Linked DNA regions of Sus scrofa: region 1 is linked to region 2. Evidence: chromatin contacts called from public Hi-C data. All regions are on one chromosome and are shown on one strand. Each heading gives the region's core, a stretch centred on a gene start, on an enhancer-like site or on the middle of the called end of the contact. The rest is flanking DNA. Distances are from core to core; before and after follow the strand shown.

Region 1 (4,274 bases), core at 19-2,518, 140 kb after region 2:
GGAAACTACCTAAGGTTTCCTTTGCACTTGCCATACAGTCTTAGAAAACCTCAGTTTCAGGGAAATTTAATCTGGATTTCTATATCTCACAAGGACTCAGAATTCTAAAAACATTCTTGTTTTGTAATAGGCAAACTCGGAATTAAAACTGTGGTTTCAGAGGACATTTATTTTGAATTATTGTGTGGTACAGAAACTGTGCATTCTTCTTTATGTGTTTTTATGTGTTTAAAAAATATTCAAGCAAGAAGAATGAAAGCAAGTAGTTGGAAGATAGAGTTCCTAGAGAAAAGCTATTTATGACAACTATTATTTAGGTATTTTTCAAGCTTGAGTCATTTCGTTGATTATTTTCAATGCTTTACTGTAATTATAGCTCTAGTGGTGGTTTGTTTTTGACTCAGTGTCCAGAATAAGTATTTTTTGCGGTGATGAACTCAGAACACTTAAATTACTACCTTTTTATGGACTACTGATTTACCTTATCACATATCTGTTAGTTCGAAGGTAGAAGGCATGGTTTGCTTTTCTAAAAGTTTAAAAATTTTCCCTGTATATAGTTTTCTCTTTTCAAAAATTGAGTACAGTGTTTACTTCCTTAGATTTCATTTTAATATAAATAATGCTATTTACCTCTCTTAGTTTCCTTAGAGTTAAATAGACATTTTAGGAGTTATGCTAATTATCTTAGAAACCTGTGATGCTGTCTCATCTATGCAATTGCTCTCTTTGGGACTGGAGGTAGGGGAGAATAAAATTTATGTAAATTGAATCATTATTCCTATTTATGATTGTGAAATAAGAGATGCATTTATTTCTAGGACTTATTATTGATCACAAAACAATGACATAATCACATTTAGACATTCAGAAGTTCTTTTGAAATCATACATTTCGTATAAAACAGTATTTTTGATATAATATTAATATTATTTAATATACAACTTGGTGTTTTGAAAAATATTCTGAAACTTAAAAACCACAAACCGTTTGTTTTTCTCGGGTGTAAAGAAATGTGTTCTGTGTGTCTGTCTTAAAATGATGCTATTTCTAATTATCCAGTGTGGTGTTGGGGTTGGTCAGATAAGAAGATGATTAATTTCTTAATTGTTTTGCTTAAGGAGATTTGAATCATGGGTCATTATTCTAGTCAGAAGCTCAAATGCAATGAGAGGCCTCTTTGTTTTCATCTTCATTTCTTCTAACGGAGTGTGTCATGTCAAGAATGACTCACTAATCTTGGCCTAGAAAGACTTCTTCATTAACATGTAGCTGTTACTCATGCTATAAAGTAGGTGGCTTACAGGGAGTAAATAGCTTTTCCCTTATGGCTCTCAGCTTGCAATTGAATGACCAAGTACTCAATACTGGTTAATGTCATATGTAACTAGTACTCTCATCGGTTTAGCTTAGGTAGTTATTCTCAAAGTAATCTTCAGTCTTTAGATTCCCATACTTGTGTATCCTCCACACATCTTAGGTTCTGTCAGGTTTAGCACATTAAGATGTACATTTGGGTTGAAGCTGAGCTCTTCCATTCATTAGCTTTGTGTGACCTTGGGCAGGTCACTTAATCTCTCTGAAGATGAAGATAGTGTCTCAGAGTGTTGATATAAGGGGTAAAAAAGAGAATGCCCGGGAGTGTTTGGGAGGTAGATAATGTTAAAGAGGAGGAGCAGCGGGCTGTGTAGACAAGTTAGCTTTAGTACGGGTAGTGTTGGGGAGAAGTAATGGAGAACATCAAACCCACCTCTTGGTACTATATTATAGGCTATGAGAAAAGAAAACAGTTATTTGATCAGCTTTAGAAAAGGGGGGTATCCTAAGTATACAGCCTGATCATACCTTCTGGGAGCAAATGTAGACTTTTAACTTTTTTTTTACTGGAAGTCTATTTTTTTTTGGTTATTAGAAAGGGTAGGCCTTGTCTTTCAGGTTATCCTCTTCTTCAGAGGCATCTCAGAAACAATGTTAAATAACACTGTGGATATTAAGCAGCCAGGCTTGTGTTCTATATTTGACTATATGCTTTTTTGAAATGTTCCCAAACTGGTTATGAGATATTTTTCTTTTAATGGACTGCTTTGTCCTATTAATATTTTAAGACCTTTGCATTGGTATTTATGAGTGAATTTTATTTTGTGGTATCTTTGTCACTTTTTGATATCTATGTTATGGTGATTTAGGAACTTCGTTTTCAATCTCTGTTCTTAGAAACAATTTAGATAGTACCAAAGGTATTGGATTTGTAAAGGTTTGAAATTATTCATTAGCAAAAATGTTTGAGCTTATACTTTATTAGAGGTATTTTATTGATAGTTGGTTTATTATAATCATGCACTCCGTGGTTATTGATCCCTTTGAATTTCTCATCTGTAAAAGGATTCTGTCAGGAAAGCAGAACCTACACCAGGTATTTCAATAAATAGGATTTAATTAGGGGAAGTATATTCAGAAGTTTTGGAAGAGGTAAGAGCAAACAGAGGAGGGTAAGGCAACTCAGAGATTAGTAACTACATGAAGCCTCTATAATCTGGAGCCACTAATGGAGGAGAAGGGCTTTTTACAAGCATGAAGAGAGACAGAGACAGAGACAGGGAAAGAAAGAATAGGAGAGGGTGAGAAAAATACATCCTGGCTTCTCGCTCTTCCTTCCCTTCAGCCTTGTGCCAGTACCTCCCATTGCCCAATAAAACCAAAAGCCAGTTAGCAAGGGAGAGCCTGGGAAATACAGTTGCAGGGATCCAGTCCTAGCAGACAAAGGGCTAGGAATGTACCTGTGAGCAAAAATTGGAATGATCTGTATGCTTTCATGTCAATTTAGCTAATTTGCATTTCTCATTAGAAGAAAACAAAATAGCCACTGCATTTATTTTCAGGTTTTGGTAATTTCGTCTTCATTTATGGTTATTTCTCATTTCTAAGACTTAATTTTAGATACTCTTATTTCCCTTGTTATTGTCATTGTCAGCTCTTGTTTTTAATGCTATTAATATTTTTTCTACTTTTATTTTTGTGTAATTAAATATTTTTTCATATTTTTCTTTTCAATTCATTCTTTGTACTTTGCTTAGTGTTATATTATTCTTCCTTTTTTAACTTCTAAAATTGAATTTTAATAAACTTATTTTCATTTTTTCTTACTTAGAAATGTTAAGTCTAAAGTTTGTGACTCTGAACAAACTGAGCTGTGTATCATAGATCTTGATAGTCAGTATTTTATTTACTATTATTTTTTAGGTCCTCCATTAGTTTAAAAACTTATCTTTTTGGCCTATGCATTTTTTAGGAATGATTTGTATTTTTCCCCTTAAAAAAATGGTAATTGCAAGGGGCTAGAGGAGTTCCTGTCGCGGCACAGTGGTTAATGAATCCGACTAGGAACCATGAGGTTGTGGGTTCGATCCCTGGCCTCGCTCAGTGGGCTAAGGATCCGGCGTTGCCATGATCTTTGGTGTGGGTTGCAGACGCGGCTCGGATCCCGCATTGCTGTGGCTAAGGCGTAGGCCGGCGGCTACAGCTCCAATTAGACCCCTGGCCTGGGAACCTCCATATGCTGCGGGAGCGGCCCAAGAAATAGCAAAAAGATAAAAAAAAAAAAAAAAAAAAGGAAAAAATTGCAAGGGTCTAGGTAGTGTAGTATGTGCTATTTCTGCTTTTGATGTAATTTTTAACAACACAGTGCTATCTAATTTTTAAAAATATCCCATAGATTCTTTTGAAATAGGTATTTTTTAGACCTGTGATGTATATATAGAGTCTTATTTCTAATGATCAAACATATTCATTACTAAATCACTTACGCAGATTCTCTGTATTATTCATTTTTTTAGTTTAGTCTATCATAGGTAGAGTATATTTAGTTCTCTCACTACTTTTGATTTCTCATTGCATTTTCTACCATTTTTGCTTTATGTTTGGATGTACTGTTTTCTGGGATGAAAAAAATCATGACAGTTATATATTCATTCTCATGATATTCTTTTGTAACGTACTGTGTCCTTCTTTGTTTTATATTTTGTGTCTCGAATTTAGTTTTATATCATTTGAGTATAATGATTTTTGGATCTTATTGTTCATATTTTTCTGGGGAGGGACCTTTTTTATTGTGGTTACATGTTATTTTATTTTGCTGATATTTTTCTCTTATTGCAGATAATGAATTTTTTTTCTCCCTTTGATTTGATAATGTTTTCCTTTTCATATATGTTTAACAGATAATGTTTCCTCAGAATGTTTAACCAATGTGTTTAGAATAATTTTTCAACTTAAAT
Region 2 (4,098 bases), core at 1,535-4,034:
GTGCTAATAACTTTTAAAGCTCCCCAAGTGATTTTAAAGTATAGGTAAGGCAGAGAACCACTTGCATTCTACTTTCCAATTCACTTTGCATGTATCTTATCTATCCAGTTAGATTGTCAGTTAATAAATGGGATTTCTACTCTTTGACTGCTGATCCCACCCCACTACCCACTCCTAAAATCACACCATAATACTGAACACACAGCAGAAATTCATTAAGTAAATACCTAAGGAAGGAAGGAACTCCTTCTGGTGGCTGGTTAGATTTTATCAATTGTTTAGGTCCAAGGATTAGAGACATGATCATGTGTTTCAATGTCAAATGGGTCATTTACCTTTACTCAAATTAAATTCCTGTCCTACTGCCAAAGGCTAAACATGTACTCTCTGCTAATTGCCTGGCAAATGTGCCATCTTTTAGAGCAGAGACCAGCTGGGCAAGGGTGGATTGCTCATTTATTGTATTTGTGCCATTCATGAAACCCTATACTAAATGCTTTACAGGCACCATTTCATCTAATCCTTACCATATAAGTCTTAGAGAATTTTTTTTTAAAGTCTCACACCCTTGAAGAAAAGAAAATCGTCATTAAGATATGGAGGGAACAAAAAAAAAAAATTGTTTTAAAAGGAGTTCCCCTAGTGGCGCAGTGGTTTATGAGTCTGACTAGGAAACATGAGGTTGTGGGTTCGATCCCTGGCCTTGCTCAGAGGGTTAAGGATCCGGCGTTGCCTTGAGCTGTGGTGTAGGTTGCAGATGTGGCTCGGATCCCGCGTTGCTGTGGCTGTGGTGTAAGCCGGCGGCTACAGCTCCAATTTGACCCCTAGCCTGGGAACCTCCATATGCCCCGGGAGCAGCCCAAGAAATCACAGAAAGACAAAAAAAAAAAAAAAAAAAAAAAAAAAAGATGTGGCGGGAAGAAGCATTCACATTCAGTACTGATTTTTTGAGGATTTTGTTGCATCTCGTTCCATGGTTTTGTTATAATGCCATCATTACCATTTGCTGACCATTGACACAGTTGTCAGTTGGAGTGGTTGAACTTTGCCCTTCCTAAAATTCACCTCTTTTACAGTTTCCTGCTCATTATGATTCTGCTATAATACCAGAGCAGTGAGAATATTTATTTGTTAAAAAATACTGCTTTCAAGGATGTGAATAACGTCAGAGTGAACTAAACCCACCAAGATGCAGAAACCAGGTTCTGGCTCAGGAAGCTAAAACCTGTATTTCTCCTCCCCCCATGTCCCATAGAAACGGTAGTAAAGATCTCCAAAGAGGAATAAATCCATAGTATTATGTGACCCTCCACCTTTATTTTCCCTTTTCAAAAGAACCTTCTTCATTTAAAGCCTTTAAACATTTCTCTAAAATGTGTTGTCAGTGTCCCCTGATACCATAAGAGTATATATAGAAATCCTCCCTCTCCTTGATCATTTATAGGCTCTTCTAGGCAATATAGCCGTATACATCAACAATACCTTATGAACTGGCTCATCCTAGATGGGCCAAGCTTTGGAATGTCTGCAATGCCTACAGCCCTTATCAAAAGCAATCTTCTCCAAAGTTGCTCACTGTTGTATGTGGTCCCTGGAGAATAAACAAGTGCAGGAATTCCCATCATGGCACAGCGGTTAACGAATCCGACTAGTAGCCATGAGGTTGTGGGTTCGATCCCTGGCCTTGCTCAGTGGGTCAGGATCTGTGTTGCTGTGAGCTGTGGTGTAGGTCACAGATGTGGCTCGGTTCCATGTTGCTGTGGCTCTGCCCTAATCGGCTACAGCTCTGATTAGACCCCTAGCCTGAGAACCTCCACATGTTGCAGGTGAGGCCCTAGAAAAGGCAAAAGGACAAAAAAAAAAAGAAAGAAAGAAAGAAAAAAGGGCAGCCAGTCAATACACCACTGGTTGGAGATAATTTAGGGGCCAACAGGTGAGCTTTGCCTGAAAAGATCTCTGAAGAGTTCTGAATTTAAGACATTAGAATGAAGCATTCCTTTGGGGAACAAAGTGAAATACACAAAGAGAGAAAGTAGGACATCAGAGTCATGAATAATCAGGAATGATGAGGGGCAATACCTAGAAGCCATGTAAAAGAGAGGGAAGCAGAGAGAGCTTGGTGAGAAACAGCAGGAGTAGTAAAAGTAGAGATAACAAGGAGATGAATGGGCCAGTAGAAGCAAGATGGGGCATTGGGAATCCTTTTTAAGGAGGACATCCTTGATCAGCATGCTTTTCTGGCTTTTAGCCATGAAAATAAAACCCCATTGCTAAAAATATCAGTGTAGGAAGTTGGAAAAAGGCATAGACTATCTAAAATTCTTTTCTAAGCTACTTATCTCCCTGATTTTTCTCTGCTAGACCTAGAAAGAAGCTCTTCAAGTCTCTCTAGCCTATGGCCCTGAGGAAGTAGGGACAAAAGGTCTGGATTTCAGTCCTAGGATTTCTTTTGATTCAATGTCTGATTCCATGAGTTGTGTTTTAGTGACATCAAAGTAACTATTTTAACTTAACAGGTTAAAAAGAGAGTCTTTGGCATCACACAGACAAGAAACTCAAGGTGTCTGAATGGATCTTTTTTCTTTAACCTTTCCATTTAGCATTTATAGAAGGAGCCCCTTTTACCAGAATGCAGTGTCATTATTTTCCTCTTCCATAGAGAAGCCGTAAATCACTCAGAGGATAAACTGGCAGGTTTTATATAAACACTGAATACAACTGAACATTCCTTTCTTTTTTTTTTTTTTTTTTTTGAACATTCCTTTCAAATAGTGTCATGGTAAACCCCACTAGGCTCAAAGAATTTGCAATACTCTGAAGAAGAAAACAATGCAATAGCCTCAGAGATACTCGCATGGGTCATGAAATAAATTTACAGTATTGACTTTGAGAAAAAAAAAACAAACGCTAAAATAATAACAACGAAACAACAAAATCGGTATGAAAAAGGACGCAAGCAGTGCTCAATGTCTTCCTGTCACCAGAAGTACTGCTCCTACCTCAAGATTTAAACTAAAGTGCTTTTATGCTGCAAAATTATAGTTTACAGTCACTGTGTGACTAAGGAAGAGCAGTGAAAATGCCTACCTGTCTTCTGGAAGAAATAAAACCCAGGTATGAATTAGAAAAGATAACAAGCTATTTCCTGTTATTTTTCTCAGGACTTAAAGTCAGTTCACTTCAACCAATGTTAGGTTCGTTACTATGTGGAAAGTCCTACGTTTTTGTTTTCTCTTTGATCCAAGTCACACTGGTTCATTGAGCATCTAATATGGGCCACTGGTGAAAAGATGCTGAATATTTAATGGCAAAGAAGACACAGTAGGGGAAGTGGAATTCATGTGGAGGCGAGAGCCTACCTGGCTGAAGGGCAGAAAAGACATCTGATGAGAAGAAACATCTGAAAGAGACCTTGAAAGATTGGGCAGATGGAGATGGCTACAGACTGTGTTAGACATTGAAAGAACAGCACAAGCCACAGTATGAATATATAAAATCATTAGGCTTTGAGGCAGAGTGAATAAGCTGGGCATAATTGTAGAGGAATAGGAGGAGACATTTGAAAAGATAGATGAAAGCTGTGTTGGTCAGAATTCTTTAGGTTCAGGATTCTTTAAGCTCAGAAATGCAAGAATTAGCCCACTTAACTGGAAAGTCAAGGGGCGCTCCGGCTTCGATCATTGCTGGATCTGGGGGGACTCCTACCTTGCTCTCTAAATGTTGCCTCTTTTCTTTCTGTTGGTTTCATTATCATGTTTTACCTGTTAACTCCCAGCAGCTTCAGTCTTTTATTACAACCATTTCTAGTAGTCTGAACAAAAAAGTGAGCTGCTTTTTCTCAACTGTTCAGCCCAAAATCTCGGAATAGAGATTCATTGCTCTGATTTAAGTCATTTCTTCCTCTCTGTGAACCAGTACCTATGTGTAGAATGTATCTGACGCTCACTCCTAGAACCAACAAGAACAATCAATGCCAGCCAATCCATATGGTCTTAGGAAGGGGTGAATGGATACCCATACAGAATCTTAAGGGCACCTACCAAAAAAAAGAACGAGCTTCTGGGTAAAAAAAAAGAGCAGTTGTCTCTACCAGAGGCC

The links. A called contact is a pair of places that touch in the nucleus more often than the background predicts.
Region 1: a Hi-C map of brain shows a contact between it and region 2, with 5 times the contacts expected there. The contact joins two enhancer-like sites. A contact is called at or near these places in 8 of 47 Hi-C or Micro-C datasets (alveolar macrophages, brain, embryonic fibroblasts and 4 more).

The regions. Positions count from the first base shown.
Region 1 is chr2:113,834,868-113,839,141 of Sscrofa11.1, forward strand. All of the region lies in intron 3 of FER (tyrosine-protein kinase Fer), which reads left to right. Among named protein-coding and RNA genes, the nearest start is that of FER, 63 kb to the left of the region's middle. Within about 2 kb of position 1,269, at least 6 of the 83 cell types and tissues checked have an H3K27ac peak or open chromatin away from gene starts, as enhancers often do. A contact at or near this core is called in embryonic fibroblasts, where this site is marked.
Region 2 is chr2:113,688,662-113,692,759 of Sscrofa11.1, forward strand. No RefSeq gene overlaps it. Among named protein-coding and RNA genes, the nearest start is that of FER, 83 kb to the right of the region's middle. Within about 2 kb of position 2,785, at least 5 of the 83 cell types and tissues checked have an H3K27ac peak or open chromatin away from gene starts, as enhancers often do. A contact at or near this core is called in embryonic fibroblasts, where this site is marked.